Regions from separate parts of the Oryctolagus cuniculus genome. Here region 1 is linked to region 2. The links are chromatin contacts, called in public Hi-C maps. All regions are on one chromosome and are shown on one strand. The core of a region is the stretch at or near the end of the contact, and the rest is flanking DNA. Distances in the headings are between cores, read along the strand shown. Region 1 holds the start of TMEM229B (transmembrane protein 229B). Region 2 overlaps TMEM229B (transmembrane protein 229B).

Region 1 (3,738 bases), core at 847-3,346, 37 kb before region 2:
ACTGGTTTGAGGAACCCAATGTAACTCCTCCTTGTTGGAAACCCAGTATTTTCCATAAGAGTGGCTTGGGCAGCCAAGAGCAGGGTATATATTGGAATAAGCTTAGAATTCCTTGTCCTCATTGTCTACCCCCAGTTTTGGGATGCACCTTTGTTGATCTTTAAACACCCTGGGCAGGTACAGGAGGTTAAGGGAAGACTCAGGGCCCCATCAGACAATTATGGGAAGACATAAGATCAGGGTAGGTTCAGGTTCAGAGAAAAGCAGCCCAGCTTCTTGCCCAGAGTGGGGCAAGAACAGCTGGATGAACCTGAGGTTCCTTTTCTTAGAAGACTCCATGCTGCCTTGAACTTTTTTTTTTTTTAAAGATTTTATTTATTTGTTTGAGAGCAGATTTACAGGCAGTGAGAGGAAGAGACAGAGAGAGAGAGAGAGAGAGAGAGAGAGAGAGAGATCTTCCATCCTCTGGTTCACTCCCCAGATAGTCGCATCGGCCAGAGCTGAGCCAATCCGAAGCCAGGAGCCAGGAGCTTCTTCCAGGTCTCCCACATGGGTGCAGGAGCCCAAGGACTTGAGTCATCTTCCACTGCTTTCTCAGGCCATAGCAGAGCTGGATTGGAAGAGGAGCAGCTGGGACTTGAACCAGCGCCCGTGTGGGATGCCGGCACTGCAGGTGGAGGCTTAGCCCACTATGCCACAGCACCGGCCACTGGCTTGAACTTCTGAGGGCTGTTTGTCACCGTGGCATGGTTTAAGGTTTAAAAAGGGGTAAGGAGGCAGGTCTTCAGCACAGTAGTTAAGATGCCCATGTCCCACATTGGAACGCTTGGGTTCAATTCCCAGCTCTGGCTCCTGACTCCAGCTTCCTGCTAATGCAGACTCCGGGAGGCAGTGGTGACAGCTCAAGCGACTGGGCTCCTCCATCCATGTGGGAGACTGGGATTGAGTTCCATGGGCACTTGAGAAGTGACCCAGTGGATGGGAACCCGAACCCTCTCTTCTCTGTCTCTTGAGTAAATAATAATAAAAAAAATTAAACAAAGGGAGGGGGTACAGGTAGCAATCTCTCCTGTCTTCCCTCTCCCCATTTGCTCTCCCTGGAGACTGAGAAGCAGCCTTGATGCCAGAATCAGGCCCAGACACACAGTGAGTCTGCATGAGGATCAGAAAAGGGCATTCCTGGGGCTGATGCTGTGGCACAGTGGCTTAAGCCACTCCCTGCAACACATCCCATGTATGAGTGCTGGTTTGAGTGCGGGCTCCTCCACTTCCAAGCCAGCTCCCTGCCAACGTGCCTGGGAAGGCAGAGGAAAATGGCCTGAGTACTTGGGCTCCTACCACCCATGTAGGAGACCTGGATGGAATTCCAGAATCCTGGCTTTGGCCAGGCCAAGCGTCAGCCATTGCGGCCATTTGGGAGTGAACCAATGGATGCAAGATCTCTCTCTCTCTCTCTGTAACTCTGCTGTCAAATAAATAGATAAACAGATAGATAGATAGATAGATAGATAGATAGATCTAAAATAAATGCATAAATAGAATGTCCTTTCTTCTCGGCCGAGGCGGCCAGCGCCAGGACCCAGGCTCTGCGTGGGAATGGGGATTTTGTTCCCACCCCAGCCCATCCTTTCCGCAGGGTATTCCTGCATGGTATTTCCCACATTCATATCATGGAATCCGCAGGCTTGCAGGATGACAGCCATTATATTCACCTCCCAATACAGGAATGCAGACTGACCTCATAAGGAACACATTCCGTTTATCTTGGCGGCACACATGAAATCATGGACGTTGGAGACTCAGCCCTCGCCATAGGCAAATTCCTCCACTTTCATAGGCCTCAGTTTCTCCATCTTGGAGATGGGGATCATAAAAAACAAAAGACCTTGCACGGCTGTTTCACGAGGCCGGCGCACAGTGGGCCTGCAACACCAGGGCACGGGTGGTTCTCAGGGAGCCCAGGCCTGCGGGACACCCACAGTGGATGCTATACACGCGGTCCCAGCGACTCCTGCGAGCTGGGAGGTGCCGCCTCGCCCTGCGGACACCTTAAATGCAGGCGGGGTGGCGGGGAGCCCTGCATCACAGCCCCACCGGCGCTGCTGCGGCCCCGAGCCGAGGACCGGGCCGGCGCCCCCTGCTGCAGGAAGCGGCCAGGTCGGCGCCGGCGGGTGAGCAAGGAGTTAAGCCGGGCCGGGGGCAGAGCGCCTGTCAGACACGAGCATGTGCAGTTTGCACCGCATCCGTACTATGGGTGAGTGCCGCCGCCGCCGCAGCGAGGGGCTCCGTTGCTCCCGAGCCGCGGCGGCTGCAGCCCCCCGGCCCCCGCGCCGGCGAGCGCTGCGGGACTAGGCGCGGCGCCGAGGGCCAGGCGGCTCGGGGTGGGGGGTGGGGGGGACGCGCGGCCCGCAAGTCGGCGCGGGGGGAGCCGGAGCGCCGGGCGTGGGGGCGGGGAGCAGGCGGCGCAGGAGAGCGCCCCGAGTCCCGGCGCGGGAGGAGGAGCGGAGCCTGCCGGGGAGACGGCGCTCCTGGCGGCACCTGCGCCCGGCGGGCGGCCGGCCCTGCCCTGCCCCTGCCCCTGCCCGCCGCCCCGACCCCGCACCGGTAGGTGTCCTCGATGCCCGCAGAGAGAGGGAAAGAGAGGCCTTTCCGCCGGCCGCCTGGAGAGGTGGCCGCGCCGGCCGGGCAGCGCCGAGCGCCGGGGGGCGCGGGCGATGGGGGCAGTGATGGGGAAGACCGGGCGCCCGGGCTGGGGGCACTGCCGGATTTCGCTTCCTCTCTTTGCTTTCGGTTTCGAAGCGGCTGCCCCGGGCCCGAGAGCGAGCTGCAGATGATTTGGTGCGCCCGAGGCTGGCTTCCCTGCGGGGGATGGGCGCCCAGGGGGGCGTGTTGGGGAAGGGGGTGCACGCTGGCAACTTTCCCGGCCTGAAACAAAGGGGTGTCGGGGCGAGACGAGGGGGAAGGGGCCAAAGCCGGGGATCGCCGGCCGCGGAGGGTGGACACCTCTTCCCCCGGCGAAGAGCACCCCGCAGGCTTCCTCGGGAGGACGGAGGAGGGCGCCCGTCTGGGTGGAACTGGGGAGCCAGGGCTTGGCGCTGGGAGCCCGGCCCCTGCTGAGTTTGAGGCTGAGGACTTTGCGGAAGGGGAGGGGGCGCCTTCAAAATGACCCTGCTGCCTTCTGCGGCGGAGGTTGGCGAAGCTGGGGGACTGCGCACCTGGGCGTCCTGTTCTGCCCAGGTCCATGCCAGGGCTGGCTCAGCCCCCGGGCTGCCACTCTCCACCTGCCCTCGCCGGGCGCTGGAGGGCTGGGATGGAGAGCATTACAGCCCTGCTCCTAGCAAGGACGCAGGCTCTGGCGGCTTTCCCAGGTGTCTTCCTTCCCCTCCGTGCGTGCCCAGCCAGAGGCCGACCCCCTTCGCTCCTCGGCTGAGGCTAACTGTGGCTCCTTTCTCTCTCCAGGGTCTCCTTGGGGGGATATGTTAGGTTGCCCGAGGTGCAGCGCCTGGGTGCAGGTCAGATGCTGCTTCAAGGTTCTTCCCAGAGGATAAGAGCAGGACCCCAGGGAGGGCGTCTGCCAGCGCCCCCCTGGGGACTGCGCTCACTAATTCTGTGTTCTCACCACCCTAGTAACCAATGAGCCGGGTCACACAGAGGCCCTGCTGTACTAGGAAGAGGAGCCCAGACCAGAGCTCAGTGGCCTGCCTGGGACTGCTTCAGGGTCTTTCTTGCAAGAAAACC
Region 2 (4,127 bases), core at 1,313-3,812:
ACTCCCCGCCCCCAGGATTCGGAGTACCAGTCACTTTTGTAGGTGAGCACGATCGGTCCTGGGTTTGGAAAGTGCCTAACCCACTGGTGTTCAGAGCTGGTCTTACTCCTGGATAAGTAAAAGCAATCGTTCTGAATTATGAGGAAGCACTGTGGTGCTTTGAGCAAGCAGGGAGCTCCCCCCCGGGGGGGGGGCATTTTCTCTTTACTCCGTGGACCCCTGGGTGGGGGTGTGTGTGTGGTGTAATATGAAATATATTTGCCCTTTGTCCCAGTCTCTCAGTTATAGAATCCTAAAACTCTTGGGATTTCCTGAGTGGCAGGATTATCTTGTCATTCATAATGAGTCCCTTTGATTAACCTCTGAGTTTATGCTGATGACATCCTGGGGGCGGGGAGCCTAAGTAGCCTCAAGATGGGGCCAGTGGAGGGCTAGAAAGAGCAACTGAGGACTAGGGGGCTGGGGCTTGCAGCCTTACCCCCACCTCCAGGGAAGGTGTGGAGGGCTAGAGATTAAGTTCCTTGAAAACTCAAACAAGACTTGGGGAGCTTCTGGGTAGCAGAACACGTGGTGTTGGAAAGCGGCTCCCCACCCCCACCATGCCCCGTCTGTCCTCATCTGGCTGTTCCTTTGGATCCTTGATCATAAACCAGTAAAGATCAGCGAGTGCTTCTCCAAGTTCTGTGAGTCCTCCTAGCAAATCAACAGAACCTGAAAAGAGGGAGGTGGCTGGGAACCATGGTTTGTAGCCAGGCGGTCAGAAGTACAGGTGACAAGGGTTTGACTGGCTTCTGAGCTGGGCCAGTCTTGTGGGTCTGAGCCCTCGACATGTGGGACCCAGGGGGCACCTGAAATGAACTGTAGGACGCCCCTTGGTGTCTGTTGGAGAGCTGCCTGGCAGGTGGGAAGACCCCACCCGTCAGCTCACAGAAGGGCAAGGGGATCTGGGAAGGGTTAAGGAAGAGGAGAGTTGGGAAGGAAAAGGGATGGGGTTTGCTGCAGCCTTTCCGGGTCCAGTCTTAGGTTCCCACCGTGGCGACGGGGTGGGAGAGATCTAGTTTTTGGTTTGCTGTCGGAGGAGTTGAGGCTCAAGCCTGCAAGCCCAGCGCACCCTAAATAGTTACAGGGGTGGAGAGAAAATGATGCAGAGGGAATTTCCAGCCAGCAGCTGCTGGTTAAACCTCTTTGGGAAACGAGTCCTGGGTGTGTGAACACTGGATGTGCCTTTTGTGAGTGCCAGTGCATTGTGGGAAGAACAGAACAGGCAGTGCTATTCTCACCTGAACCAGGGCTTGGCCTCTGGCTCCTGCAGGGGCCTGTGCTGTCCCCCAGGCTGTCTGGGATGCTCTGTTCCTGCCCCAGCCATCCTTATGTGTTATTGGACGGGACTTGGGTGTTGTCCAGATCCAAGCCACTGGCTCTGGCCCTGTTCACCTCTCAGTTTGTGTGATGGCTCTTGGAGATGGGAGAAAGAAAAGCAGGCAGCCTCCTATCTTCTCTGATCGGTAGAGCCTTGACGTCGCAAGCCTACATTCATGGTGCTTTGTGGGAGAGGCGCCCTCCATGATGGCGCCAGACATGACTCTGCCTGGTTACTAACACTGGGTGATTCTATCTCCCAGGAATTTGACTGGGCCTTTCTCTACCTTGTTGGTGCATGCATCCAACAGGAGTTCTGTGTTCTCGAGGACTGCATTGCCTGGTGGGGGAAACAGGCACACAGATAGTTTTAGGCTGGAACAAGGTGTTTCACTACAAGGATGGTCCCTGGCTCGTGGGGACATCAGGAACAGAACAGCCCAGTTGCTGTGGGATAAGCAGGATCCAGAGGAAGGGGTGGTGGGGGTGGGTGAGTGCAGAGGATGGCAGGAAGGGAGGACAGGGCCATGGTCTCTGCTTCTTCAAGCTCCCAGGAGTGCCCCAAGCATGCTGATGGAAAAGCCGGTGGACAAACTCAGCTGTGTGTTTGCAAAATAAGCAGCTTAGCGAACAGACTAAGTAGATTACGCGGAATGGAAGACCCGTGCTGCGCGGGCGCAGATGTGTGCCTTAAGGACGAGATGTAGGTGGGAGGCAGTTTGAAGGTTTGCTATGGGGGCCTCAGAGCCTGAGGATGGAAGTTGAATCCAAAGTGTGGATCTCAGCAAGTCCAAGTCCTGAGCCTCTGTTTTCTCCTATGAAATGGAAGTGGTCGCTTCTGCACTCGCTGCTCCGCAGGAGTCCTGGGAGAGTCACAGAGGGGAGAGCCATGAAAAAGTCAGTCCACCTGCACATGAGCTCTTCACCCGTTCATCTGTTCCGAACACTGACGGTGCAGCCCAAGCGGTCCACAAAGGGGCCTCCTGTCCTCTGTCCTCTGGGACCTGTTCCTGGGGGGCAGGGAGTGTTGGAGAGGGCTGGGGACAGCTTGGGGGCAGGGGTGGGACCATCTGCACATAGGAAGCGGAAGGCGTGGCCGGCAGCAGCTTTCTGGGCCAACGGCAGCCAGCGACCAGCAGGCTGGGCGGGCAGAATGTGGTCTTTGGTTTCTGTTTCTGTTTTGGTCTGGGCTTGTGCTAATGCTGTGGCCTGCTCAGGGCCAGAGAAGGGGAAGTACTCGTGGGTGGGATTGAACTCCCCAGGCACAGGGTCACAGTGCTGCTGGTGTGTTTGGGGGGTGGGTATCAGATGTGCCCGGCCATTGCGGCCCTTTCCTTTAGCTGATGGGTACATGCCAGGGTGGTCCCTGTCCACCATCGGCGGCCTGGGGGAGGGAGGAAGAGAGACAGGTGTGTGGGGTGAAGGAGCTGGGGAGAGACAGAGGCAAGGGGAGCCCAACAGCCCAGTGCACTTCACACTGAAGCCAGGAGCCCGGAGTGGGAGATGCAAGGGGTACACACCCCACCCCCCAAAAGTACATCTTCATATAGTGCGTTTCCGATCTCTGAGCCCTATGCATTCACTTCCTCTGGGTGATTGCCTCACAGACTGTCAGCCTGGGGAGCAAAGACCTAGTTACTTCTGCTCAGAGCCTGAGGGTGGAGGCAGGGAGGAAGTGGAGGTGAGTGTCATCTGCTGCGTGGTGGGACTGTGCCTGTGATGCACTGTGCTTGGCTGTCCATGTGGGGGTGACGCCCACTCCCACCCCAGCCGTATACGGAGATCAGCATCCGAGAGACTGATCTGAGTCTCCACAGGGCTCTGTTAGGCCTCAATACTGTCCTTGGGCAGCTGTGCACTGTGTTATAACGGGTTTTCAGGGAAGCTTCAACATCCTCCTTTTAAATTTAAAAACTTTTACTTTATTTGAAAGGCAGTGAGACACACACACTCAGAGAGAGAGAGAGAGAGACAGAGAGATTGAATCTCCCATGCCCTGGTTCATTCACTCCCCAAATGCCTGTAATGACTGGGGCTGGCCAGACTGAAGCCAGGAGCCAGGAACGCTATCTGGATCCCCTCCACGGATGGCAGGAACCCAACCACTTGAGCCATCATCTGCTGCCTCCCAGAGTGCACATTAACAGGAAGCTGGAATGGAGAGGAGCCTGGAGTGGAACCCAGGCACTATGATTTGGGATGCAGGCACCCTAAGTGGGAGCTTAATCGCTGTGCCATGCACCTGCCCCAGCACCTTCATTGTAAAGCAAAAAACGCTGGGATCTCCATCAAATGGACGAGTCTTGGCAACATTGTTAAACATATGTACTTGGCAAAGGGTGTTATAAAGTAAGGTTGATAACAACTTATAGCCAGTTATCGATGTTAAGAGTAATAATAACAATGAGAAAATAATAGTAACGATTGCAAAGTAATAAAGAGAGATAAATATGTATCACAGTCGTGAAATTGCGGGTGGAAGGTTTGAGCAGACTGCTTGTTTGTCTGTGTGCGATTCTGCTTGATGTCCAAAATGCTGCAGCAAATGCCCCACCCTGTCTGGCTCTTGACCACCCTTGACGACAGATGTCCCCACTGCAGGGTGAAGGTGAGAGAGTAATTTGAAGCTAACTGAGGATGGAGCTTGATTCTAAAATTATATCTCTGCTCAGATTGACAAGTGTGCGCTCACTCACTGGTGATGCAAGAAGCCCCAGGTCCTGTCCCCACGGTGTGGATTGTCCCGGCACCATCTCAGGCTCTCATGG

The links. Hi-C and Micro-C count contacts between places; a contact is called where the count stands out from the background.
Region 1: a Hi-C map of skin fibroblasts shows a contact between it and region 2, with 8 times the contacts expected there. The contact joins the promoter of TMEM229B here to the enhancer-like site in region 2. A contact is called at or near these places in 2 of 6 Hi-C or Micro-C datasets (skin fibroblasts and an unstated tissue).

The regions. Positions count from the first base shown.
Region 1 is chr20:13,385,476-13,389,213 of mOryCun1.1, reverse strand. It overlaps TMEM229B (transmembrane protein 229B), which reads left to right and starts at 2,096. Exons shown (of 5, transcript XM_070065127.1): 1 at 2,096-2,254.
Region 2 is chr20:13,348,241-13,352,367 of mOryCun1.1, reverse strand. The region is part of intron 1 of TMEM229B (transmembrane protein 229B); the gene reads left to right. Among named protein-coding and RNA genes, the nearest start is that of TMEM229B, 37 kb to the left of the region's middle. Within about 2 kb of position 2,562, at least 2 of the 8 cell types and tissues checked have an H3K27ac peak or open chromatin away from gene starts, as enhancers often do.